Regions from separate parts of the Gossypium hirsutum genome. Here region 2 is linked to region 1. Evidence: chromatin contacts called from public Hi-C data. All regions are on one chromosome and are shown on one strand. Each heading gives the region's core, a stretch centred on a gene start, on an enhancer-like site or on the middle of the called end of the contact. The rest is flanking DNA. Distances are from core to core; before and after follow the strand shown.

Region 1 (7,729 bases), core at 1,991-4,490:
CAACCTACAAAAGATTTGTTGAGTTGAAAAGAAAAACCATAACTGAATTCACAGTACATGCAGTCCGGAGGCGACGGAGGATGAAGGCAAACTTTCGACGTAAGTTACGGCCAAAAAAGAATAAAAGAAGTGAAGTGTTTTACATTGTTCAAAGAACAAATAGTTGGACACATTCATATAGACATACCTCCTTTGCAGCTTCAGTGGTTCTACAAACAAAAGTGCCACCAAATACATATTCCATAGCACTCTGCAATATCATTCAAAACTTTCAGAACAAGACAACATTGAACAAAAAAAATTTACCAACAATTTTCTTTGACTGCGTATAGAGGTTCAAAGTATATAGCTCAGCTCATCTAGAAATTGTCAATAGACATCATGCAGCATAAGGGTAGAGCCTCTTCAAAGCATACCTCCAATTCCTTATCAAAGCCAACCAAAGAAAGTGCCAGCTTTGCATTCTCCTTGCCAACCTACAAATATATTATATAATGTGAAATCAAAACATAGAAAGGGACGGATTTGAAAATATAGTAATAGATTTAAAAGAACGGCGATGACTAACCAATCTAGTAGCAGACTGCTGAACCCTAGGGTGAACATTATTAGGTTGGATTTTGTTTAAAGGTATAATTGTTACTCTTCTTCGTAGTTCACCATTCTGAAGCAGCTGCTTTCCTGTATTTTCACTGTCAACGACCACATTAAATAACTTTCCACCTGCAGTAACCTACAAGTTGATTTGAAGGGTTACCATAAAATTCAATGGTAATCAACAAAAGAAAAATATCATTCACATGCTGTCAACCTCTAAGGCTGTCATTGCTGAGCTATCCTTCACTTTTATTAGTTTTGCAACCACTCCTTTCACCTTTGTCCGGTCAAAATTTTTCACAGGATCACGATAATTGAACTGAACATTTGCTAACTGTGCTGAATGATCCCGTACTTCATCTTTCAGCTTCTGGATGAGCTCCAACTCAGATGCACGGTCCTAGAAAAGTATGTCCATTAAAAAAGATTTAGCCAAAAGAAAATTCAGACAGTTCGCCAATAAGGGAGAGGAGTGGAACCTTTTGCAATGCTTCCATCTGGCCTTCTTTGTATGGAAGATTTTCCAACTCAATTTCAACTTTTTCCAAACCTTTTCTCCTAGAATTAAGCTCATTCTCCTCATCAACTGCTTCTGCACGCTTTGACTTTAATTGGCGTGTTTTCTCTCCTAGCTCCTTTTCACAATGGCTAATTTTTGTTTTCAGCTGCTTCAATTCTGTTTCAGCAGTCCCAACAGCAACTTTGGCATCTCCTAGTTGATCCTCTAGACATTTCTCTTCATTTCCACTGCTCTTGCCAGCTAGGACAGCCTGCCATGTTCATTACACAAACTTCCTCAAAACATTTGGTTTACAAATGAATGCAAGAAATAAAATGCTTATAAAATTATAATTAGAAAAACAATGACATAGCAAGTGTTTACCTGGTGTTCCTTTTCAAGATCTTCCAAACTCTTAGAAAGATCCTCAAATCTCTTGTTCAGATCAGCTGCTCCTTGTTCAGACTTTTGCAGTGCAATAGCTTTACCTTCAATAGACTGCTTTAAATCTTCAATGTTGTGAATGATCTGGGAAAACTAAATGTTAAAATCAATCTTTTATGTGAAAATAGGAACAAAACACTAGAAAGCAGATAAAAACGAAACAAATTCAAGAGAAAATAAAACAGATTTTCTCTATGTTAGATAATTAAAATGCTTGAGCCGATTCCAAAGAAACAGCAGAGCTAGGGGCCAGAAATCTATAACCTTTTCAGCATTCTCTTTCTCACCCTTGAGAGTATCCTCTTTACTCTCCAGCACAGACACTTCCTGCACTAGAGATTTAGATAGTGAATCTACTTCATCAGACAAGGTTTTAACTTCTCCACCCATAGTAGCTTCCTTTTGAGCAGTCAACTTCGATATATTTGTCTCTGTATCCTGAATTTCCACCTTTGTTCTTTCTGCATCATTATCAATTTCAGTTATCTTTGCCTTTACCCTTTCCACTTCACCAACCGCACTATCTCTAATCGTCTCTGCTTGAACATACTCATAAGCAACAGAAAACCTTTTAAGTCGATCCAGCTCCGCATTCCCATTAGCCCATTGCATATACTGCATCCGTTCTTTTCTTAACTTCTCCAAAGCAGGCAGTATTTCTTGATCAAGAAGCTTATTTATCTCATCTACCTTACTCTGTTTCTTCTCGAGTGTTTTCAATGCGAACTCTTTCTTTGTTTCATACATTCTTGTTCCAGCAGCCTCTTCAAGCATTGATAAAATCTCAGGAGGTTTCATATTTAAAACCTTGGTGATGCGACCTTGCATTATCAGAAAATGCGGATTATTAACATTAAGTTGAACCGAATGGAAAAGGTTCTGTACTTGGCTTGGCTGCGCAAGTTTTCCATTGATCAAATATTTGTTCCTCCCACCAACTACAATCTGCAGAGGTTTCAAATATATTTTCAATTAAAAAAAAAAGATAAGAGTTCCATGAAATCATATAAATTAAAACTAAAGAAACGGGAAATCTTGCAAGAATAATTCAAATTGAAATAAAATTATAACTGAAATAAAGGGGGGGGATTTATTCGTGACCTACTTGTCGAGTTACTGTAATCTCAGAGTGATCCGCATAACCAAGTGGACTCCGAGATCTATCGGAGTTGTCGAAAATAATGGAGACAGTTGCCTTAGTAATTCCAGCTTGGCCTTGCTTGTAAACGAGCTCTTGAAGATTGGCAGCTCGAACTTGCTGCAAATTGGTGATACCTAGGACAAAGCAAATCGAGTCCAAAATGTTGGATTTCCCCGACCCGTTTAAACCCGTAATGGCATTGAAGAAGGGATCGAAACCAGGGACGACGGTCCTCGTGGCGTAGGATTTGAACCCTTCCAAACATATTTCCTTGATGTACATTGCGCCTCAATTGCGGGACTCGGAGAAGGAAAATCCTATAATTTGAAAGGACAAGAGAAATGGAGAGAAATCGCATGGGATTGTGAAGAAAATAAGTAGAGATATTGCAATTAGCTTTACCTGGGTTGCCCTTTGGAGGTCTTCAGATGAAAAAAGCGAGTGAGTTACAAATGAAGGTTTAGCAGAAAAGTAAGAAATGGGAAGGCTTTGAGGTCATTTTAAATTCTGAAATTTTGAGAAACTGAAGAAAGAGCGGGAAATACAGATGTCAGAATTGTTTTAAAAATATAAATATATCGCGGAGGAGGATGCCCTGGGCCCTCTTATCACTTCTTTCACGCCCCAACTACAGGGCCTCAACACCCACCCTACTTTTTAGGTTTTACTTCCCAAATTCATTTACAATCCAACTCAAAAAATCGATTTCTTTTGGTTTATTCTGTTTCTTGGTTTAATCAACTTTCGTGTTTGACTTAATTCATTTGGTTTTCAGTTTAACCCTAACACATAAAACCAAAAGTTCATAACCTTACGTATCCAAACTCAAATATCTATTGAAACTCTTAAAAGTCTAGACCCATTAAAATTTAAAACCCAATACCTGTTAATATTTAAAACCCAAATTCATAATTTAAATTTTTTATGATATTCATTTTAATTTTTTATTATTTAATATATATAAAAAAACCTAAATTGATTTAATACCATCCATCCCGTCCGAATTGAAGTGCCAACTCCACCTTAGTCCATCCTTTCCTTGCAGGTCCAACGAAAGTTCATAACCCAACACTCAGTCTTCCAACAATCCAGATCCGTTTCAAGAAGACGCAAACACACAAGACATGACAGATTTTGACAATCAACATTACTAAAACAATGCCTAATATATATGTATCCTACTGAGGCTAAAATTTTGACACTTACCCGACATAATACTTTCTGTTCTATTTATATATGCACAAATTAATACAACATGGAAAGCGAAATTCAATATACACGAATTGCTATGCCTGGTTTATACATCTTTCATCATCAGTAAATACAACTTAAAAAATCATAAACTTTAGCACTTGATATAAAATCTCTAAAATCTTACTGCTACATGTTATGGTTGGTTGAAATGTTGATGCTGGTTTTGCATGGACATGGCTTAGACTGCAAATCTCCAGGTATCACTTCAATGGGGTGATAGCAATTGACAAAAAATCATGAAGGATTATGTACAATGAAACAACTAAAAATGAAGTAACGGCATCTCTGTATATATATAGCAAATCAAATGCCTCGCTGATTAGGGAATTATCTCTCAGTGTCAATAGATGTACCATGAGAAGAGTATGGAAAAGTTCTTCTGAAGACTAACCAATTCTACAGAGAAACAAGGCATGAATATTTAAATAAAATCCCTCCAACACAAAAATCATTCAACAATATGCGCCATTTTTTACTAAGAATGCCGGAACTTAGAGAGCTTGCATCTCCAAGTTTGTGCTAGTCCCAGAGGGTGGTGGTGTGGAATCCTGGTTTTCATTATTGGCGGTCATCTCTTGAACAGGAGGAGGGTTGACAACAGTCATTGGCATGACAAAGTCATCTGATAGCCGTCCCTTCATCTCTCTATGCTCCTGGCATAAAGCACACCAGTGCATGCAGCAATGCACCATGCAAGGATCACAGGGTGAATTCTGCAATTAACAAATACAAGTCAGAAAATGTTAAAAGTAGAAGCTCTTACTCCCATCTGTTTTTGGGCAAACTTACTACTGGATACCGGTACAAATTAATAGACATATTGAAAATTCAAATGTCAGCAACTAAAACTCAGGCATGGATATCAAATTAATTTGAATATGAACCAACATCATTCTCCACAGTCCGTGCCAAAAGACACAACAGGCTAGTGAATTAGTAATCTTGGTAAGAGACAAAGAATAATTACTAATCAATACTAAATTACAATTGATAATATTCAGAAACAAAAGGTTTCAAGACGTTCAAATTGTTAGATAGAACTCTAAGTCAAACCTTTTTTCTTCTTCAAATTTACTTCTATGGATATAAGCTAATTCGCTGATCATAAAAACCATGTTTAGTTTAGTTGGACCAAGTAATACTCTATTTTATGATAGTACACGTGCTTATTTGATAAAATACTGTGCCACTTTGGAACTACTTAAACTGGATAGTCTATATTTAGAAGGTTGTGCTTGTTTTGCATTAATAATAAGTGCATATGGGCAACGAAAGATTAGATACTACCTTGAGATGATACTTTTTCTGTAAGGATTGCCGAGAAAGGCCAGTATATATTCCACACATCCACCAAGCAAACAACAAACCCTCGTAAATGAGAAATGTTGTCTTCGGCTCAATACCATGGACAAAAGCTGTTGCAACTGCCAATGCAATGCCACCTTCAACACAAATAGCATGACAAATGCATGGTGTAGTCCAGGGCGTATCATCTCTCAAGCTCTCAATATTACGCCCAAATAGAACACATGGACAAAATAGTCCCGTCCAGCCTGCAGCACAAATCAATATGCTAATGTAAATCACAATAGCTTTAATGAAGGATAATAGCATAGAAGTGTCCTAGGATAAACTATTTTATTACAGCAGCTTCCTTATAAAAGTTTTCTCCCTCTGTTACACTCGTATAAAACATGCTTACAATCATCAAGCAATCGGAAAATGAGTCTGTTAACATACATAAAAATTTGTTTATTGATTCAAGTATGTAAACATTCTTACACAATTAATTAGAGCTTCTCAACAAATAACAAGGGCAAAGTCATTGTTTGACAAAGTAAAGACATATGAACTTACAACTTTCTGTATCTTCAGCACAGCCAAAAATTCCAGTTGTCCAAGGTTCAACAGCAGGAGGTTCAAAATTTTCAGGTAAAGGCTGTCCACATTCATTGCACTTTCGGACATGCAACTAAGAAACAATCCAAAAGATAAGAGAATATCCCAATGTGCATCTCCCAACAAGAAAAAAAAAAGCTTTCTTTTTTTTTGGGCGGGGGGGGGGGGAGGGTCCTAAGCTGTATCATACTATGTTATATAAATTAATAACTATTATCAACCCTTACAAGTTCATAATTTTCTTGAGGAACAAGATCTAAGGGATAATTACTCCATTACTATCTAATTGGCGAGTGAAGCTCATAAAAAATAGAAAATATAAATAAAGGAAACCCTTAATTATTACAAATAAAAAAAAGTTTAGCACTTCTTAGACACAAATAAAAGCTTTAATCCTAAATCACTCAATTAGTGGAAGATTTGGTCCTAAATTCAGCAATCAGCCAGATAAGTTTGTAAAAGATCTACTGACTAAATTATGCTTCCTATGCACACCGAGAAAAACCATTAAAACGTTCGACAAACATTTTAGAATCGGTCTTCCAAACAGATCTGAGTGTCCCCAAAACAACGCTTCCAACGGTTGATAGGTCATGCGCAAATTTGGTGGATTTCAAACAAATCTTTACCCCGATTTTCAAACTGGTTTCCAGACTATAATTATCAACCTAAAAAAATAGCTATACCATCCTCTCATATCACCAAAGTGAGCATTCAGTAAATAATTAAAGAAAGTGACATGGTAAAGCAATTTCAAAATTCTAAGCAACAAGGTTCTCTATATACAATTCAAAAAAAAAGAAGAAAAGAATAAAATCGTTTTGAGAGAGAGAGAGACCTGAGGAACATCAATGGGCTGATTAAGTTCACCAGGTTGGATATCCTCTAAAGGTACCTGATCTTTTGTCAGCTTAACGTATCTGGATTGCGCGTCCGCCATCTGATCCAAAAGCAAACAAGAAAAAAATTATTAAATTGAAAAAGAAAGAGGAGGCGTACGTACATAGCCGAGTCTTCAAAGTCTTACAACCTCCGAAATGTAGGAGATCTAGGGAGATGGGGGAATTATCAAAATCTCCGAAGGAGTGATTCGGTTTATAAGAAATAAATGGTTAAAGGGTCAACTACAATTTCGTCTCTTCTCCAAGTTTAACTTACGTCTCTCGAGTCTCTCGGTGTCTACAGTTTCGTCTATTAGACTATGCCAATATTAGCGCCCGCACGCACCCGGCGCCAATGACCAACCTAACCCTTCCCCTGGACTTCGTTAAGAACCGGGTTCGGACCAGACTGACGTTACGTGTTGAAAGCGAAAGCTCCCACGTGTCAATTTCACAGATTGACTACTTACTAATTTGGATACCCATCGGACTGATTATATTATTTATATATCAATGAAAATAATATTTACTCATTTTTTATTTTTTTATAATGATTTTTTAATTAGATATTAGTTTAAACTTTTTTTTAAAATTAAAATGTTTACATAAATAATATATAAAAAACTTAAATTTTGTTCTAAATATAATTATTTTTATAATATTTTAAATACATTTTATATAATTTTTTAAATTTAAATTAGTTTTGTAAAAAAATATTTATAAATAGTTTTAAATAATCCGAAAATACCATGTTAATAGTTTTAAATTTCTATACATTTTTAATTAAAAAATTGTAGTATGTTTTTAATCTAATTTTAAACATTTAAGTAAAATTTCTAATAATTTTTAAAAAAATTTAAATATTATGAATATCTTATTAAGTGGATATCCATAATGATAAAGATAAAGCTTTGATATACTTTAAATTTTAATAGTTATTAGAATTAAATCTCTATTTCTTTTATACTTCTTATCCCTATAAATAGAGACTCTAATGAAGCATTGTAATTATCC
Region 2 (7,729 bases), core at 3,490-5,989, 170 kb after region 1:
AGACTGATACAAGGGGCAGGTGTAGGCTACTGCCCTCTAACTTTTTAAAAATTTACATAGCATCCCTTTAAGATGAACTTTATTATATTAACCCCTTAAAAATTTAAATTTTACCCCAAATCCTAAAAAATACCAACTAAATTGATAATACTAATATAAGTTTACCTCCTAAATCGTAGATTCAACAGCTAATAAAAATGATCCATAAATTATACTTTTTTATTTATATATATAGTTTAATTGAAACATAGATTGTGAAAGTACAAATAAGCATTAAATCCTAAACATTTAAATTTTTTTTTAATAAAAGTGTTAAAAGGAAGTTTTCAAATTCGATAATCAATATATATAAGTGTCATCTTCAAATTAATTATTACAACTGAATCACGTAAATACTTTTTAATTTTTAAAATAAAAATTATTTGTATTTAGAATTAAATTAATGAATATTTAAATAGAGTTCACGTAATATTAATAAAACTTAAATATGAAATTTTAATTAATTCATTTAAATTTCAAATTATAAAAAAGTTTTAATTTAATTTAATTGAAACATAGTTCATTAACCTCATTAAATTCTAAACCTTTAAATTGATTTTTTATAAAATTTATCCAGAATTTTTTAAAATTTGGTAATTTATGGATAAAATTATATTAAATAATAAGATTTTTTTTATTTTTAATAACAGTTTTTTTTAAGAAATAAGTATTATTAAACATTTAAGTTTTAAATATAACTTCACCAATTATTAAAAGAAATATTGTACAAGGTAGCATTAAATAATAGTAAACTTCATAATTACGATGGTATAAATTACATATACTATTAATAAAAAATAAATAACTTATATATCAACAAATATTAAATTTTTCATATAACTAAGTTTAAACCTCTTGAATAATTGATTACATGTGTAATTTATTAATAACATTTAATAAACTTTATAACTATAAATATAATTATAAATAATAATATATGATTAATTGTTATATCCCTATCTCAGCTTGGACACGTGGCAGCACGAGAAACGACTTAATAGCGCCCATGAATGGTCCTCTACCTCATACCTCAATGATGACTACCTGCTTTTGGCCACTTGTTTTTTTTTTTGGTGGAATTAGCCACTTGTTTTTATCCCCTAAGGAGGATGTGGCGCCCCAAACTCGACTAGGATTGACAGACCCAAATCCAGAACGTCACATTAGTAACTTGTATGACCTCCTTACCAACCACCAACCACCAATCACACCACAAACCACCATTCATACCACACAAATACATGCATAATAATTGATCCTCAAATAAAAATAAACATACAAATCCTTAGATTCATGCTTCTCTAGTAAAATAATCAATATAACAAGTAGGGGTAAAATCGTCATTTGACCTACATTATATGAAATAATCATAAACATAGATTAAGCATGCATTAAGTATATATAGAATTATTTAAAACAATATTTGAAAGAATCGACTAAATCGATAAGTAAAACTCAAGTAATTTAAAACAAATGTTTAAGGATTAAATTGTAAATTTGGTAAAATATCCGGAAAAATATTTTTGAAAAATTAAAATTAAAATTATGAAATTATACATATACTACTTAATCATGCAAAATTTCAAGGCATTTTATAGTATTTAAAGACTCTAATTGCATTGCATAAAAATCAAGACTCAATTGCAAAAATAACAAAACATGCCAAAAACACTTAGAGAGTTTGTCGTAACAAAATGACTTACCTCATCGCAACATGATTCGGAAAACCTCTCTCATCACGATGATGCAAAAAATGGTGTCCCAACAACAATCCTCGTCGTGACGTCACACGAATATCTTCGCGATGTCACCTGCAATTTCTGCAAAAACATCCTGGAAACCTACATTTGACACTTTGTACCTAAATTAAACATGCCATTTCGTGTTTTCAAGCTAGTTTCTCTATTCTAATTCAAGCTAGTTTCTCTATTCTAACATGTCATATAGCATACAAAGATCATTCACAATATGCTCAATTACCTTAAAACATACAATATCAAAGTTTGACACCCTAAGTAATTAACTAGGCTAGCATCCATTTCCAAGTTAACATATTAAAATACTCAACATGCCAATTAGGCATCTCATGCATTTCCAAGTGCATTTTAGGTTCAGTTTATACCATTTGGTCATTTTAAACTTGTCTCAATGTCCAACTTGCTATTCTAACACTCCTATCAAATTTCAACCATCCACACACCATTCAATCAACTAGACCTCAACCATCTTGTACCATGCATTTCAATCATTGTTCCTAGTCAATCAAACCATCACAAACCAATTATAAAAGTCCTTAAACAGTCCATAAAATGTCCATTTAAAAACCAAAGAAATGTTAAAGTTTAATCCCTTTAGTATGGTCCCACATTGCCATCATTTTCATAGTTGGAAGCCACATCACATATTCAATAAGATAGCCTTATTTGGATCACTTGGCTTGCTCACCTCTCCTCCTTGCTATTACTATTTTTTTTTTTGCAAAATAAACATATAAGAGTGTGGGCTTAAACAAGCTCAGTGAGTGCCCAAAAATTAATAGAAAGCATACTAAGCACAATATCACATATAATCATCAATCCTTAATTTATGATGATACATTGGTGTCTTGTGATTATGAAATATGCACGGAAATACAGCACATCAGATACACAGATCTCCATCACACCAATGACTCATAGAGTCTAACATGTCCCAAATAAGTGTAGTAATAAGCTGACACTCTCCAACAAACCAAACATGTCCCAATGAATGTAGCTTGGCTCAATATTCCCTTATCTCTCCAATATATCCTGAGGCCTCAACGCCCATACACAAAACACATATGCGAGTACTCGAATCTTATGACATGCAACTATATCCAATTATTTCAAGAGATCACAAGGCCAACATATCTATTTTACACATTTATCTTTCTGGTTTATGCATACTTTCACATGTCATGTTCACCATTATTACATCATTATCTTATCCACTTTTTCTTCACTCTCAAGTCTATCACAATGTTCATGGAGCTATATACACTATAATCTCATATGTGTGCAATAAACCAGCAGATCACAAGTCATATTCTGAAATAATCACATCTCATATAATCACATTAGCACATCTTATACACATCACATCATATTTTAGCTTTATTTGCAAAGTATCTTAAGTTTAAATAGAAACACTTACACTTGGAAATTAGGATAGGTGATTATGATACCTAAGCTCCCATTTTAGCACATTGAATTGTGCCTAAAAGCAGCAATTCCAAATCACTCACTGATTTAGCTTTTACTTCAATGTCGAAAGCTCAAACAAACTTTTCTTTCCCCTTCACTTTGCTCGTAGAAGCTCTTGAGGGATCTGACACTTTGCATACACATTAAACATAGTATAAACACATCATGAAAAATTGCAAACACAATCAAATCACATTAAAAATGCAGATCTATGCTCTCCTTTCTCAATACCGAAATCTAGCTAAATTTATCGATATAAGAGACTTGCTCAATTTTCGATCCAAATCCCCAAACATGTTTCTAAACATCCTAATTATTATATTATAATGGATCAAAGCCATCAATTTAACCTAATAGCAAATTTAACCTAATAAGTATCTATATATTTTTTATTCAACACTTTCACATTAAATAAAAATTGAATACGATTATTAAACATATTCAAAATATTAATTGTCTTGACTTGTATAAAGGAGTAATTAAAGCTCTTATTAGACGCACGTTTGGCACAAGTTCAAACTATGTTATCCCGATTCCCTAGTCCTTAGGCTAATATTGTATAAAAAAATAAAACACACTTGTTTATTAACTACTAGAAACTCCCACGGCTAATACTGTATAGAAAAATAAAACAACTTTGTTTATTAACCACTAGAAATTCTATCACACGTATATGCGTATAAAAACCACATATTTAGAACACATATGCTTATTTAAAAAAAACATACAATAAATAATGAGATACGTAATTTGAAATTAATTAATAATAATACATGGAATATGTATAATATTAAAATAGAAAAAATAATAGTACAAATATACAAATGATGAAAGTAATATAGTAAGAATAATAAAATTAAAATGAATAAAAATTATAAAAACAAAATTTTAATTAATTGGTTAATTGATAAATTTAATATTTTATTAATGCAATTGGTATGAATTCAAACTCATCACATATATTTTTTTATTAACTTAAAAAAATAAAACACTAAAGTATTCTTGTATATATTTGTAGTATGTACCTTAAAAAAAATTTTATGCCACAACAAATATTTGTCAAGCGTAAAAATAAAATGCATAATGACTTATTTGGTTTTTTAAAAGTTATTTTAATCTTTTATTTAATTTTTTTATATCTTTTAATCATTGAACTTACATTTTGATAATCCCTTAAAAATAGATAAAAAAATTAATGTGTATTAATTTTACAGACCACATAATAATCTACGTGTATACCACATTAGCAATTAATTAATTTTTTAAAAATAAAAAATATTGAATAATTTTTTTAGAATTTTTAATCATTTTACTTCTTAAAATAAGGTTTATATATATTTTAAAATTTTAAAATTTTAAAAATTAATTATTTGCTGGTATCCATGTAATAATGTATGTGTACCTCGTATTAGTCAAATTATCAAATTGTTAAAATGATTTTTTTTAAAGCAAGTTGATAGCTAAATAAGTTGGCAAAATAAAAAAATTTCGGTAGCTGGTAATTGGACTATTTTACCTACCATTTTATAGCACTCTTATCCCCCGAAAGAGCATTGGTTTCTTCGCTGCGGGAAATGGAGGTTAGCAACTTATGGGACAAATGGGTCGGAGAAGCGCTTTCGAAGCTCGACTCTTTGAAATTGCTTCGATCTTTAAGACCCCTTTACCTTCCCAATGAACAACAGCAAATGAACAATACTGGAGTTTCTGGTAAAGAAGAGTACGAGATGTTCGACGAAGTGCAACCATGGGATCGTTCCTCTGTCAATGTGTCTATTTCTGAACCCACTTACCGTAAATGGCTTCTTGAGATTCCAAGTTCAGGTATTTTTTTGAACAAAAAAAAAAGATTCTCTTTTATTTTGCTTTTATAATTATGGAAATGATAAATGATTACTGAATGAATGTAGATGCAATAACCCTTTTTGTTCTTCTTTGATTGGGAAATGAGTGAACTTTGCTCCCAAAAAAAAGATAAGCTTTTTGAGTTTTTGCTTATTAACTTGGCCCATTGGGCTTATAGGAGATGAGATTGTTCATGGAGAAAGTTTAGCTGATGATACTTTTGGCACGAGCCAACAGCAATTCAAGCGGCTACTTTTGTTCTCTGGAAATGATTATTTGGGCTTGAGTTCACATCCAGCAGTTCGAAGAGCTGCAGCAGAGGTTTGCTTCAAGATTGACTTCTTGGACAAGTATCTGCCATGATTGTTGTTTAAGTAATTTTCTTTTGCTAACTTAATTTCGCAACAGGCAGCTCGAGATTACGGAATGGGCCCTAGGGGCTCTCCGTTAATCTGCGGATACACTTACCACCATAGATTACTGGAGTCAAGCTTGGCAAGCTTAAAGAAGAAGGAGGTATAGAATTAGGATAAGACTTTATACGTGCAGTTGTTTTCATTTGAATTTTTTAATCCATTTGTTGTATGCTCAGTTCATTAGGTGCTTGAATATGTTTGGAAAATGATAGTTAATGATAAAGGTTGAATGATGCTAGTGGTACTTTTGTCTAGATTTTGATTATAAATTCTAAACTAGTTTTTAAACACATGAGCTATTACGTGGATTATATTCAGTATGACATTCTTGTTCTTTCAGTATTTATTCTTTTAACCATAAATATTCTTCTACTCTAAACTTTTCTGAAGACTGATGCTTGTTTTTTGTTTCCGAATTTATACTTTAGGACTGTCTTCTTTGTCCTACAGGGTTTTCAGCCAATATGGCATTGATGGTAGCACTTGGAAACCTTGCATCCCTCCTTGCAGCAGGCAACGTGCCTGTGAAGGATGAAAAAATTGCCATTTTCTCTGATGAACTAAACCATGCATCAATAATTGATGGTATTCGTCTTGCTGAAAGACAAAGAAGTGTAGAATTCTTTGTATATAAACACTGTGACATGTCCCATCTCCGCGCACTGTTGTAGGTTTTTACTTTTCACATAGATTATTCTGATAATCATTCTCTTTCTATGACTTTCTCTAACCATTCTGCATAATGACAATTTTTTTGGATTTTGACAGATCAAATTGCAAAATGAAGAAAAAGGTTGTTGTGACCGATAGGTTAGTCATGTTTCTACAGATGTTCATTACATTCTCATTTCTCTATCCTATAAAAATAAGTAACAGCCAACCTTTCTTCCGCATTTTCATGCTTTTTTTTTTCTGGATGTCCAAGAATATTGTACATTTGCAAATACTATACTTTGCATTTTTTGCATCTTACCAATGAAATACATGTTTATTAATATAACTAGATTTTTGCAACTGCATTCATTTATGAATGATGTACTTTCTACCATATATTGGAACTTACTACTGTATGGCTGAAAACCCAATTTCTTTATCTGTTTGTTTAACTGGTATTATTTGTTCTATATTCTCTTCTACAGCTTGTTTAGCATGGATGGGGACTTTGCACCTATGCTGGAGCTTGTAGAGCTCCGGCGGAAGCATAATCTGTTGTTAGTCATCGATGACGTAAGTTTGCATTTGCATATACAGAACTGCAGGATGATATTACGTGTCTACTTTATAGTACCTTTTTGCAGGATATAATGTAGGCCTTGAATCTATTATGAATTTGTCCTTTTCGAGAGCACAATCCATATAATTCATTCTAGAAAAAGAAAAAATCTAAATTAAGAGAATGAACTTGATCTTGTACTGCATTCTCCACGTATTCTTGGTCACTAGACTGCCCAACATTGAGCTTGTGCATGGTATACAGAAGATGGCTTCTTTCTATTTACATGATTTATCTCTAGTATATGCCATCAATATCTAAGAAGTGCTGCTTGTATGCTTCGCAGGCACATGGAACGTTTGTTTGTGGTAAGAGTGGTGGAGGAGTGGCTGAGGAATTTGAGTGTGAAAGAGATGTTGATATATGCATTGGAACTTTGAGCAAGGCAGCAGGTTGTCATGGTGGATTTATAGCCTGCAGGTAATAGTTTCTTCTTCTTCTTCTTTTAGTGTGGAGAAGAATAGGAAAAGGCCATAGAGCAGCATTGAGGAAACAATAATAGACAACATAGCTATTGTTGACTTAAAATCATCTAGACATGTAAAGGTTTATAGATTTGTCATGTTTGGTCTATGCTGTTTATAGCATTTAAATATCCCATCTGTAGGCTTGCAGAATAATATGATAACTACAAAAATAATAGACTATACACCTTTAAAATTTAGATTCTACTATACACCTTTAAGAATTAGATTCTTTGTCCATTCAGATTTTTTAATGCTAATTTAAAACTTTTATTTTGTGTCCTTTCATGGGGAAATATGCTTTCAAATTATACCCTGGCATAATTCAAAATTACATAGATATGTTCATGATGTTATACCTTAAGATATGTTAGCTCACAATTTATTTTGACTTCAACATTCCTTCACATCTATATCTAAAATACTAACTCACCAAAATACATTTGTATTTTAGCATGTATCTTGATT

Evidence for each region. Hi-C and Micro-C count contacts between places; a contact is called where the count stands out from the background.
Region 2: a Hi-C map of leaf shows a contact between it and region 1, with 2.3 times the contacts expected there. The contact joins the promoter of LOC107947345 here to the promoter of LOC107947348 in region 1. A contact is called at or near these places in 6 of 34 Hi-C or Micro-C datasets (hypocotyl and leaf).

The regions. Positions count from the first base shown.
Region 1 is chrA03:14,706,358-14,714,086 of Gossypium_hirsutum_v2.1, forward strand. LOC107947348 (structural maintenance of chromosomes protein 2-1) reads right to left here and starts at 3,241. Exons shown (of 21, transcript XM_016881989.2): 1 at 3,084-3,241; 2 at 2,646-2,998; 3 at 1,805-2,485; 4 at 1,481-1,624; 5 at 1,077-1,367; 6 at 812-997; 7 at 569-733; 8 at 417-476; 9 at 188-250; 10 at 1-4. The coding sequence starts at 2,963. It overlaps LOC107947347 (cell number regulator 6), which reads right to left and starts at 7,077. Exons shown (of 5, transcript XM_041108863.1): 1 at 6,865-7,077; 2 at 6,673-6,774; 3 at 5,793-5,907; 4 at 5,223-5,488; 5 at 4,205-4,648. The coding sequence starts at 6,774. The coding sequence ends at 4,427.
Region 2 is chrA03:14,871,994-14,879,722 of Gossypium_hirsutum_v2.1, forward strand. LOC107947345 (8-amino-7-oxononanoate synthase) reads left to right here and starts at 4,740. Exons shown (of 11, transcript XM_016881983.2): 1 at 4,740-5,087; 2 at 5,287-5,429; 3 at 5,517-5,624; 4 at 5,953-6,191; 5 at 6,293-6,334; 6 at 6,664-6,751; 7 at 7,084-7,217. The coding sequence starts at 4,838.